Regions from separate parts of the Columba livia genome. Here region 2 is linked to region 1. Evidence: chromatin contacts called from public Hi-C data. All regions are on one chromosome and are shown on one strand. Each heading gives the region's core, a stretch centred on a gene start, on an enhancer-like site or on the middle of the called end of the contact. The rest is flanking DNA. Distances are from core to core; before and after follow the strand shown.

What was found. A called contact is a pair of places that touch in the nucleus more often than the background predicts.
Region 2: a contact with region 1 is called in a Hi-C map of crop, with 1.8 times the contacts expected there. The contact joins the promoter of BACH2 here to the enhancer-like site in region 1. A contact is called at or near these places in 2 of 2 Hi-C or Micro-C datasets (crop and liver).

Annotation. Positions count from the first base shown.
Region 1 is chr3:39,231,272-39,237,046 of bColLiv1.pat.W.v2, reverse strand. All of the region lies in intron 5 of BACH2 (BTB domain and CNC homolog 2), which reads left to right. Among named protein-coding and RNA genes, the nearest start is that of GJA10, 35 kb to the right of the region's middle. Within about 2 kb of position 3,581, at least 1 of the 3 cell types and tissues checked has an H3K27ac peak away from gene starts, as active enhancers do.
Region 2 is chr3:39,400,947-39,406,721 of bColLiv1.pat.W.v2, reverse strand. It overlaps BACH2 (BTB domain and CNC homolog 2), which reads left to right and starts at 3,560. Exons shown (of 8, transcript XM_065059613.1): 1 at 3,560-3,579. It overlaps LOC135579200 (a long non-coding RNA gene), which reads right to left and starts at 3,428. Exons shown (of 3, transcript XR_010471868.1): 1 at 1-3,428.

The DNA of each region.
Region 1 (5,775 bases), core at 2,332-4,831:
ATTTTGGGTTCTGCAAGAAACAGTCGCATTTCTTCTATGTATCCATCCAATTTTTTAAATTGATATTCAGCATTAGAGGTTTGATTCAATTTTCCTTTCTTCCTTCCCCACAAAGTGGCTTAATAATTAAATCGATGTTTGGAGATTAGAGATGTGGGGTTTGTAACTGTTTTTAGATGCCTGGTGATGAACTTATCCTCAAAATCAAAATACTAAAATTATAATCTATAATCATACAAGCAGCTTGCATGCTTCACAGAAAACCCATCAGTACTATTGATTTCAACAAGACTATTCAAGTGCATAAATACAATAATCTGCGCCTGTGCCGCTCCATCAGGACTTTTATGTTCTCAGTGGGTCTGAAGGTCTGACTGATTTACCCCCAATTCGATGGGATTAAGCAACTAATGTTCTGCCCCTCTCATTGCTTCCCAGGAGGGGAGGAGGGGGCTCTGCCCTCCCACGCCACCACCAAAAAGCCTGTTCTTTGAGCATGCCCCAGGTGTTCTTTATTTGAAAAGAAACAATTTAACGTGCATTCACTGTTGAATTTCTGTGCTGTTTACTAGAAGATCATTGGCACTGTGCCCTCGTTAGCACAGAAATTACGGCTGGAAAAGCCTACCAAATTATCAAAGCCCACCAAATTATCAAAGCACACCTCACCAGAACAAGGTTATGCTTTGTTAGTTTTGCTTTGCAATAACTCAGACATCAAGTATCCATCATCTTCCCAGGAAAGCCTTCCAAGATGTCACTGAATTTGCTGTGAGGTTAAGAGTCAGGAAAAAGTCCCTGAGTTTTTCATTTCTTCATTTTTTTCTCACTGCAATCAATAATAGCTTCCATAGCAAACTAGACAATCTTTCTCTGTTCTCGATGTGTTAGTATGCATCAGATTATTGTAAACATTCTGCCGCTCCATTTTAGATATTGCCTTGCCAAGTTTTACATTCCTACATGTTTACAGGGATCTTTCCTTGCCCGTAATCACTTTTCCCTTCTTTAAATTGAGCTCAGATTTGCTGGCGTTTTGCGGGGGTTGGTTGACCTTCCCTGCTCCAGATGCAGCTTTTCATACAGATGCCATTCGGAGCAGGGTTACCAGACAGCCATGTTTCCTTTGGAAATAACCTCTTTTTTCCCCCCACAAGAAATACTGTCTGTGCAGAACTGGAGGATTTTGTCTATTTGTCTGGGATTTTGAGACATCTGGAAGTCTGGGCAGCCAGTTAATGATCATGCACTGATGAACTCCACAGTGCACAGCGAGTCCAGCTCCATCCACAGAAATGTCAGACCTCTGCATGTGCTCTGAGGCCACGTCCCGTGTGTTCAAAACAATGCGGAGGCCTCCACAGCGTGTGTGATCGGCTGTCATGGAGAAGACCCGATCCAGTCGGGAGCCAGAGGGAGTTCAGCCGCAGTGCTGTGTCTCCCGCAGCGCCTGTGGGCGTGCATACAACTACATTTAAAATAGAATTTCTGCCCTAGAAGTCCCTTACGATGTTCCAAATGTGGAAGTGAGCTAACCCTCCTCCTAATTTTAGAATAGTGCGTGCCCAGTACTAGAAAAATGCTGTGCTAAAAAAGCTCTATATTGGCATCTGTAATGCTGCCTTTACTAGCATTTCCCATTGCTTACTCTCATCTCATCTTCTTATTCTCCCATCTGACAGTGATCAATATTGTTTTCCTTTAATTAGCCAGTTTTACATTAATGATACAATATCAACCAAAGAAGAAGGGAAGGCAGAGAGTACAACGATGATACTACTTCTTCAGAAGGAAGAAGCATTACCCAGAATGCATCGAGGAAATATAATGAGAGGTGATGGAGGAAAATAAGGGAAGGGAGATTTCCTCATGGGGAGGTTTTAAGTAGAGTCTGGCAATGATCTCCCATAGGAAGTAGTGGAAGTCTGGTCACTTAAATCAATTAAAGCTAACCAGAGCATCGCACTCCACCGGACTCTATAAGGAGAAAAGCATTGTCGGACTGAACTAAAATAGATTTCTCATGCTTATTTTCTGCAGGGCTGCTGTCTGTATTTTGCCAGTAAATTCAATATGGCTAATGCTGATTAACAACTCTCTTGACGGTGATTGTATCATTGTACTATTTCCAGCCCGTTCCTCAGTATCATAAACTCATGAGAGCGTAGACAGACAAAACACATCCCCTGGCTCAGCTAGCTCAATCTGAAAGACAAGTGGCAGATAAAGGGCCGGAGAAGTTTCTTCCTTTCACCTTAGCAGTGGTCAGGCTTGTTACTGCCGCTACGCTGAATTAACATAGACCTCCATAGCACACACTGAGCGTGGAGTACCTGTGGCAGCATGGCAGAGGCAGGAGCTGTACCTGTACCCCCTTGTGCTTGATCTCTTGGATTGCTGTAGAGCAAGATGTCCCAGATGGCTTAGGTAGGCTGCAGTAGCCGTGTCCTCTGTGCACTAGGCCTGCAGAAGGTTTTTAATTCATACAAAACCAGACAGGGACAGGAGGAGGACAAAACAAAGTGATTCATCCTTAGACTTGGCAGGGTATTTGGCATGTTTCAAGTACATGAGAGTACTCTTCTGGCCTGCCTTGAAAGATAAGGGAAAGCAAACCTCCAAGAAGCTGAAATCTTTGCTCTGCTCTTCTTGTCTGTGTGGGCATTGTTAGTTTTATGTATGTTTTACCTTTTCTCTGCCTGGTTTCCTTGTGGCAAGTCAATTCCATTTAAACAATAGAAATGGGTAGAAACTGGAGTAAAGCAAATGATCAGAGGGCAGGGAAGCACTGACTTGGCATGTGCGCTTGGACAAGGTGTCCAGTGGAGGTTCCCACAACTTAACCTGCCTAGTTAAACATTCATTTATATGGAAAATAAGGTCTAAAAGCAAACAGATCTTGGACATATGGCATCTTGTTTACAGTAGGGGAAAAAATAAACTGAGACTTTTGCTGGCATGTGTTTTACCCATCCAGGTCTCTCTCACGTGTAAATGGAGACTGCTATATCAGAGAAATGATCTGTTTCCTTCTGCAAACACAGATCAACTTGGTTTCACTAGCTATTTTTGCTGGGATGCATCAGTCAGGTCAAATCATTTCAAAAGACTGTTCTTACCTCTTCCTACAGAAATGCGCGTGTGATGGTAATACACGCAGCTTCAAAGCTTTTACTTTCCCGGTGTGTGCTGCTTATAGCCATGCTCCAGTGCCTTGATTCCAGCCTTCCTGCCAGAATGCATCAGATGCTGGCGGTCCCAAAACTGGTGGGGCTGAGGCAGGGGACCGGCCATGGCAGCCAAATCAATATTTAGACATCTTCAAGCAACAGAGTTTGTGCTGGCTTTCACAGTTGGCAGCAAGCTTTGCATGCATTTGTTACCAAAGTTATTGTTTCTGCAGTTTCAAGCATTCACACTTGAGAGATTCCTCCCTGAGGGCAATGACAAGCTCCGGGTGCTTGATAAGAAACTTTCCTGCTCTGGATCTGAAAATTGTGAGATTGTGGAAAATTGTGTCACTGGGTAAGATCTTGTAATGAAGTCAAGGCGCATGTTTGACCAGCGTTTTCATCACCCTTCCCTTGAGGCATCTACCTACCGGGCATCATGGGGAGCCCATAGCGCAGTCTCAGGCTCTGCTTCCGATGCATCCATCACTGAACAGCTGCAACAGCTGTCTTGCTGCTGTCTGTTATCACAGTAGTTTATTGGGAGTGAAAACCTGAGTCAGCGTGGGAGACAGCCTTGCTGTGGGCTGGTATGAGTCAGCCTGGGGCTCTGCAGTGTGTGGTAGGCAGGCAGGTGAAACCCTGGCCCCGCATGGAAAATTATTTTAATTTGCTTTCCAGCCGTTCCACCTAGTGGCCAAGTGACACAACTGCCAGGAGAGCTGGGTTTGTGCTCTGCAGTCCCTCCTCATCAAAAATGGACCCCAAAACCCCAGGTGGTATTTATGGTTTCTCCTACAGACCTACGCTGCTGCGGAGCTGACAAGATGTGTAGGAATATGTAAGCCCCCACACTGAAGATCTTATCAAAGAGGAACATCAGCCTGCGAGTAGCTCATTAAGTTCCCGAGCAATTTTGTTAATCATGCTGCATAGATAAAATGCAGATAGGCCTTTAGTGAGCTGATAATCTAACAAATAGGCACAAAATGTAACACTGATAAAGCAGAGATGGGTTTAATAGCCAGCTGTAAATCTAGGCAATTCTGTACCAGAGACGCATTGTAAAACAGGAATGTGCAAGTATGTAAGTATGTGCATGAAAATGCACTGTTTCTTAAAATAGCAGATACAGCAGTAATATTATGTATGGAAAAGCTATTGAGAGCAATTTTGGAGGTGTTTTAAAATATTTTTCTCTCCATCAAAGTCTGCACGACTTGTGGTATCTCATAATCCAGCATTACATGTGCAGATCTATGAATAACAAAAGCTTGTTTTTGGAAGTCAGGATTTTCTATAAAAATCTGTGAGCTCTAACGCTGGTCCTGAGGCAGTATAGGGAATTTATAGGCTTTTCATTGGGATGAACCAAATTATTCACTCAAGATTTATGCTAATCACGAACAAGACCCATCACAAATTCATGGCCTGATGTCTCACCAACCTCTCGAGCAACTTCTTGCTCAGTGGCGTTAATCCAACTGGAAGGACAGGGAAAAGCAGCTCACCTTCAGGGTATCCCATACCCACTAAATAGCATATGCTTCTGAGGAGCTGGGAACTGTGAGTCTGAACCCACACAGCCTGGGGAAGGGACCTGATTTCTACTTTCTAGGCCCCTCTTCTCATCTTTAGGCCATTTTACAAAAAGGGGACAGTAGTACCTCCTCTTCTTGTTTTTTTTTAAAGAAGAAACTGAGCTGGGAACATCTACCAGAGATATCTGTGGCCAGAAGCAGACTGCAGGCTCTGCACAGACATGTAGGTGTTTGGATGCTCTGAATGCCATCTAGATGCCTCTCACTGGTATGCAAAACATAGGGAACTCAGATTTGTGAATACCACTTGCAAGCAAGGCAAAAAGGTGTCTTGGTGAATCAAGACTCAATGGACTTGCCGAGGTTGTGTAGAACGTGTTTGATGCAGCAGGAAATTGAGTTGTGGTCTCCTAGGTCTCAACTTAGTGGCCAAAGCACTCAATCGGGAAAGCTTTATCCTTGATGGTGAGCCCTGGTTTTGAAGCAGGTTCTTGCTGCTTCATGAAGAATAGAGTTTTTCTAGTACATTTGTTTCCTGCACATTGTGGGGGAAAAAAATGCAACAGAAGTTAGTGCCAGTGCATTTTTGGTCAAAAATTAGACAGTATCTATAGTTTACCATGTGCCTTAGCAAGTTATTTGATAGGTATATGTGAAGATGTCACTGTAAAATTCTGGGGAGAGGAAGTGTCTGTTTTTCAGTATATGACATGAGAATGTAAAATATTGCATAGATGGTATGAAAAGAAAAAAGGACAAGTAGTGGTGCATAACTCAGACCTGGAGATCACTCTCCTGGAAAGTTGTTACTCTTTCTACAAAGAAAATGGTGGGAAATTATGAACTGAGACGGGACTTAGAGTGATTTATATCACTTGTACTATGAATATGGATTTCTTTCCTGTTAGCTGTACCTCAGACTCAATGAAATCAGGAATGGTATAAGGGGAATGAACTCCACGAGATGGAGAAAAGAGCTATGCAGTCATTACTTGCTCAGTGTTTATTCAGCAGTGACTTGCAAAAATCTGAGAAGAAAAAGAGGAACCAGTTTGCCCTTGAAA
Region 2 (5,775 bases), core at 2,311-4,810, 170 kb before region 1:
AAAATGTACTTCAGAAGGAAACGACAACTTCCTCAATTAAAACCCACAAGATTTGTCCTTATTTTTCCTTTTTCACTCCTACATTACCATCGTAAAGATCAAGTTGCATAAGATCCACTAACATGTTGCTCATTCACAGAGTTTTTGAGTCAGCGTGGTTGAAGCTGCGACTGCAACAGAAGTTGTTCTGTGCAGTACTTTCCTCTCTTCCCAAAGCACTTCAAACTAGGAATTACCTATCACCAGGAAAAAGCAATTTGTTTTCATAAATATGTGACTGAAATACCTTGCAATACACAGAGCTCTCCAACAAGTGGCACTATTAAGACTATTCAAGTTTCGAGATTGATATGCAAATGAGATCTCAGGAAGGGATGTTGGGACATGTTTTACAATATTGGATTCCATTTTAAATTTACATATGAAATATGATTTAAATAGATATTCGTAATTCAAGTATTCTGGAAAGTTTTGTGTTATCCATAAAGAAAACACTGAAAACTAGGTCAAGTGCTGTAAGCTCAACCAGGGATGAAGTCATAGCAGCGTGGGGAAACCACTTAATTAAGACATTCATAAAGGGAATGTGTAACCAGGAAATTTGGACATAGAGCTGAGCTAAAACCAGTTGTTGAATGTGTGGATGCAGCCTTTTCTTGAGGATACCGCTGCAGCATTCACAGCAAGTTATCCCTCAAGTATTCATGGGATAACTTCTAAATTGTGCCTCTTCACATTTATTCTTACCTCATTTTCTTGTCATTGCTTGACAAATTGTGGATCATTTGGAGAGAACACACATGACACCTCTTAGGATAATTCATATTTGTCTGGAATATATGTTTGGCTGTACTTCAGGAAAAACGGTCCAGAAATAGTTACATATGCAGAAACTTAGGTGTGAAGATAGTTGATTGCAATGGAAACAGGATCAGACTGGATTTGCTGCTGGAATATAACCAGTTTGGAAACTAACTGGGAAGCTAATACATTTAAACGTAAGATATAGGATATAAACACTGCATTTTTAAACAGTGGATTTCATTTGGTTAGTGTAATATTCTTTCTGTCTTTGAAAATCAACTCTGTTTAGTTTTTCCCCAGCTTTCTAGTGTTATATAAAGATATAATGGACCATAATAAAATCATTATCTGAATGATATACAGGAATCTGATCTCTGTCTTCTGTTTTGAGTTGGTCACAAAATTATTAATAGTATTTGGGTACCAAAGGCTGCATAGAGGTGCTTGGTGAGGTTTCAAAAAGCCTATGTGCCCCATCCCTGCTTGGCTCCAGCTTCTTTCACTCTCTGCCCATCTCCATCCTGCACAAGTATGATCTGGTTCACACTGAAGTCACTGCAATTCTTATTACAGGTTAAACAGAAAAAATAAATCTAAAATGGAGATTTTCACTTTACACTTCCTTTAAGCCAAATAGTTGTCATTCATTTTAAAATGTCGGCCAAGTAAGATAAATGACACTTATGCCTTTCGGAAATGTGCGCTGTGGGCAGAGGTACACACAGAGCGCTTTGGTTTCTGTTTGGCTGGCTCTGACCACCTGGAGCCGCATCTCCTGTAACGTGTTGTAAAGATCAGAATATATGCACTTGGAATGCAGCGGCACAATGGGCAAATAGCGTGCTCACTGAAGCATTACAAATGCTGCATGGCTTATTTTTATCTCTCTGTCCTTCTCAATATAGTATTTTTATCTCTCATGCCAATACAAAATTATTTTTTGTGTCTCTAGGGAAAACAAGGCAACAAGGAGACACAGTCCTGCTGGTGTTTAAACACATGACAAGACTCCTTACATGGTGTGGGACTTTTCACTTGCTTAACACTACATGCCTGTAGAACCAGAGCCTAACAGGTACTTGTGAGCAAGGCTTTATATGAATCTTGCTTTGAAAGGGAAAGTGAAGCTTATGAGTAAAATTTTTCAGTGGGGTCCCATTCTGCAGCCACATGTAGCTAGGAAAAGAGTAAAATGCTACTGAACTAAAAATCTTTTCACTTTACACAAGTGAATAACCATGCAAAATGCAAGCCAGAGGAGAACTATGCTTTTGCAAAGTGACAATATATTTGTCGCTCAATACAAAGAGTTAATTTTTTGTTGGCACACGATATTACATAGTTTTCTGTAGTCTAGTAGGCTTTGAAAACGCAGGTAGCCCAATGGAGCTGCTGCAATTTCAGAACACGGCACTGAAATATCTTCACAGAAATTGCTCCTCTCTCGAAGATACGGAAAACACTATATATCAGCTGTCTGTAGTGACAGGGGAAACAGAGGATGAAAATGTACAATAAAAACTGACATAAACAGAAAAAATAACAAACATGCACATGTTAATTACTGAACGTGCTTTTGTTAGCAGTAGGTCACCATCATTCTTTATTGACATTTACTGCAACTGCAATTTCTTTTTCAAGACCACTGACCCAGGAAAATGTAACCCTCTAGTTATCCAATGCCCTTTAATTAGAGATGTCTCCAGAGATAATCTAACTCACAGCCCCTATTGTGAATCATTTATTTTCCAACTTTCATCAGCCGTCTTTCATCTTAAACGTTCTTCTGTTCCAGCCTGGCTGAATAACTTGGGCCTGTAGAATGCATTTTCATTCATTTACCGGTTACCCCAATTGCATTTCGCGTCTCATGACATTTGGGGTCTCGCTCAGAAGCGCTGGCTGCCGGCACCAGGGTAATTTGCAGGAATCGCAGCCTTCCAGTTGGCAAAAGGAGCCATGGCGCCGAGCCTGGGGGTGGGAGCGGGCTCGAAAACAGGCACCTTACACCCACTGAGACCAGGCGCAGAACAAACAACCCTCTCGCGTTGTGAACCCTTGATGGGGTTTTGTTTTTGTTTTCATCCTCGGGAGCGCTTATCTGCCCCTGTGATGTTCGGCACGGCTGACTCATGACTGTTGGACGCTTGCGGTCGGCAATATAAGTAGGATGAGGCTCCCCTGGGGGCGGAGCGCATAAAATATCATCGGGATCAACGCGGCGGCCCCGCCGGCAGCCACGGGTGAGCGGGCGGGTATTTTTGGCCCTGTCTGTCACACGCTGCCCACAGCCGTCTCTGGGCCACACACCCTCGCCCGCCCTCCGCACGGCCAGGCCTGGCGGCGGTCGGCGGGCCCCGGCCTCCCCAACAAGTGCGGCCCGGGGAGTTGCACACCCCACCCGGCCCCGCCAAGGCCACGACCGGCCGCCCCGCGGGGCACCCTCGTCCCGTCCCGTCCCGTCCCGTCCCGTCCCCCCGCCACCATGGCGGCCGCCGGCCCCTCGCGGCGGACTACGCCTCCCAGAGCCCCCTGCGGCCGCCGGCGCGAGCCCCGGCGCGGGGTCCACACACGCGCGCGCACACACATACATATACAGATACATATACATATACACACACACACACACTCACACACAGCCCCCGCCCCGGGAAGAGCGGGAGGGAGTGAGCCCGTCCTGCGCATGCGCCGCTCCGTCCCGGCCGGGGGGGCGGGGCGGGGCGGGTGGAATGTCAGCGGCGCCGCTATTCGCGGAGCGGCCGTACGCCGCTTGCTGTGCGTAGGGGCCGGGGGCGGGCAAGGGAGCGGGCGGGCGCGCGCTGCGCCGTTGGCGTAGCGTTATTGTGAATGGAGCCGGGCAGCGGGGCGGGGAGGATGATGTCAGCCTGCGAATGTCAACAATGTAGCGATTGAGGGGCGGGGGCGGCGCTGGGCCGGGGCGCGCGAGGCGGCGGCGGGCGCGGGCGGGCGGCAGAGCCGGGCAGCAGCGGCCGCGGCAGCAGCGAGCGCCGCCGTCCCTCCTCCGCCGGGCTGACACCGCCGCCTGCCCCGGGTGCCGCTCCGGCAGCGACACAGCCCCGCGGTGCCGCTCCCCCCCGCCTCCCTCCCTCCCACTCTCCCTCCCTCCGCTGCGGCTTTCTCTCCTCCTCCGGCCCCCCTGCCAGCCCCCTCCCTCTCTCCCTCCCTCCCTCCCTTCCCCCTTTATTTTTCTCCGCAAGACTTTGGCTCTGGAAGCAGCTGGTTCAAAGCAATCGCCATGTGATGAGCGTCTGGGTCGGGTGTTTTTTTTTCATTTGGGGGGGGGAGGGTGCAGGTTTCTGACCGCAGAGAAATAATAAGAATTTCCGAAACAACAGCAGCAGCAACAACAAGAGCAACCCCCCCTCCCCAAACCTCCTTAGCCGTACCAGCCTTCCCCCCCCCACCCCCAACCCCGGGCCCGCTCCACCCCGCCCCACGGCCTCCCCCCCGACCCCCAAGCCGCAGCGAGAGGGGGCGACCCCCGAAAGTTGCGCGGAGGCGAGGTGAGTGCGCCTGTTCCGCGGCTCGGCAGCCCCCGGCTGGGGAAGGGGAAGGGGAGGAGGGGGCGAACTTTGGGGTTGGAGGCTGGCCGGGGTGGGGGCAGCGTGTTTTTTTTCCTCCCCGCGCAGCTGTTGCGCGGGGTTCGGCGGGGTCTGCACCCCCGCCGCGGGTTTTGCAGGAGCGCTTATTGCTTATTCCTTAAAGTGGGAAACACGCACGTTGCGTAACGCGGAGTGCGCGGCGGGCGCCCAAGTGTGCGTGTGTCCGCGGACGCGTCCCTGCGCGGCCGCCCCGACCTCCGCACCCCCGCCGGGCGGGCCGGGAGCCCCGGGGCGGGCGGGTGGGCGCCCCGGGCAGCCCCGTCCGGGAGGGCTGTCCCGGAGCTTTCCCGCGGCCACCTGCAGCCGCTCGGGGCAAGCGGGGTCCGCGCCGCACCCCCGATTGTGTCCTATCCCCCCCTACCCACACACACACCCCGTTTTTATAGGTTTGGAGAGAGATGTGAACTCCGATAACAGTTTCTTGGATCGTTAAAACGTAGCGTGTAGGCAAGGCAGCGCTCGGCGAAGACGCTGGCTGTCATGAAAGACGCTAAGTGTGAAATCATGCCTCTCCTTTTGTGGAGCAGGCTATTTTTGTAATGCAGCGGGTGTCTTGCTTAAAACGCTTCAGTTATCGTGAGATCATTGTACCCTTGTTGCTGAAGCTCCAGCAGCTCTGGAGTAAACCGCGTTTTTCGTTCTTGGAGAATAAACGTGAGGCAGGGATGGCATCTTACTAGAATTACTCTTCAGGATGTTGGAAAGACTGAAAAATTACTGTGTTACTGTTTGCTCTAGTTGAAGCCGTGACAGTGTTTTTGTGATGAAAGCCCATTTTCAAAGACTTTGGAACTGTCGCTAAACTTGTGCATGTTTTAATTTGGTATTCTGGGGCTCAAGCTAGAAACAAGTCATTTTTTTCTGTCTGGGAATTGTCAGAGATTTCTGCTGCAGATGGTGGAATGCACTGCAGTTTTAAGAGGGTGGTGGTGCTTGGGTAAATTGACTTCTTCAGGTATGTAAATACTGAAATTTGAGATAATTGTGTTTGATGAGATGAATAGAAGTATAAGGTCGTGTGTTAAGCTCTTGTCTATGGGGCTGTTGTAGCAACAGCCTTAGGATGGTGTTTTCGGAGTCTTTATATCAGACAGATAGAAATAAAATTCCACTTCAGATGTGGGCTTGTTATTTTAGAAGTGGTGTTGCCTTTTGTATCCGCCCGCCTGGCCCCCACCACTGGCATCTGGACACTTGTTCAGCAAAACGGATTGGCGTTGTACTTCCCTGCAGCGTATTGAACCTGTGCTTTCAGCATCGTTTTTCACATTTGACCCTCCAGCTTCAAAGGCTGTTCAGAAGGTGTTCTGCAAGAAATGGAAGGAAGCCGTGACTAATTGGAAAAGTA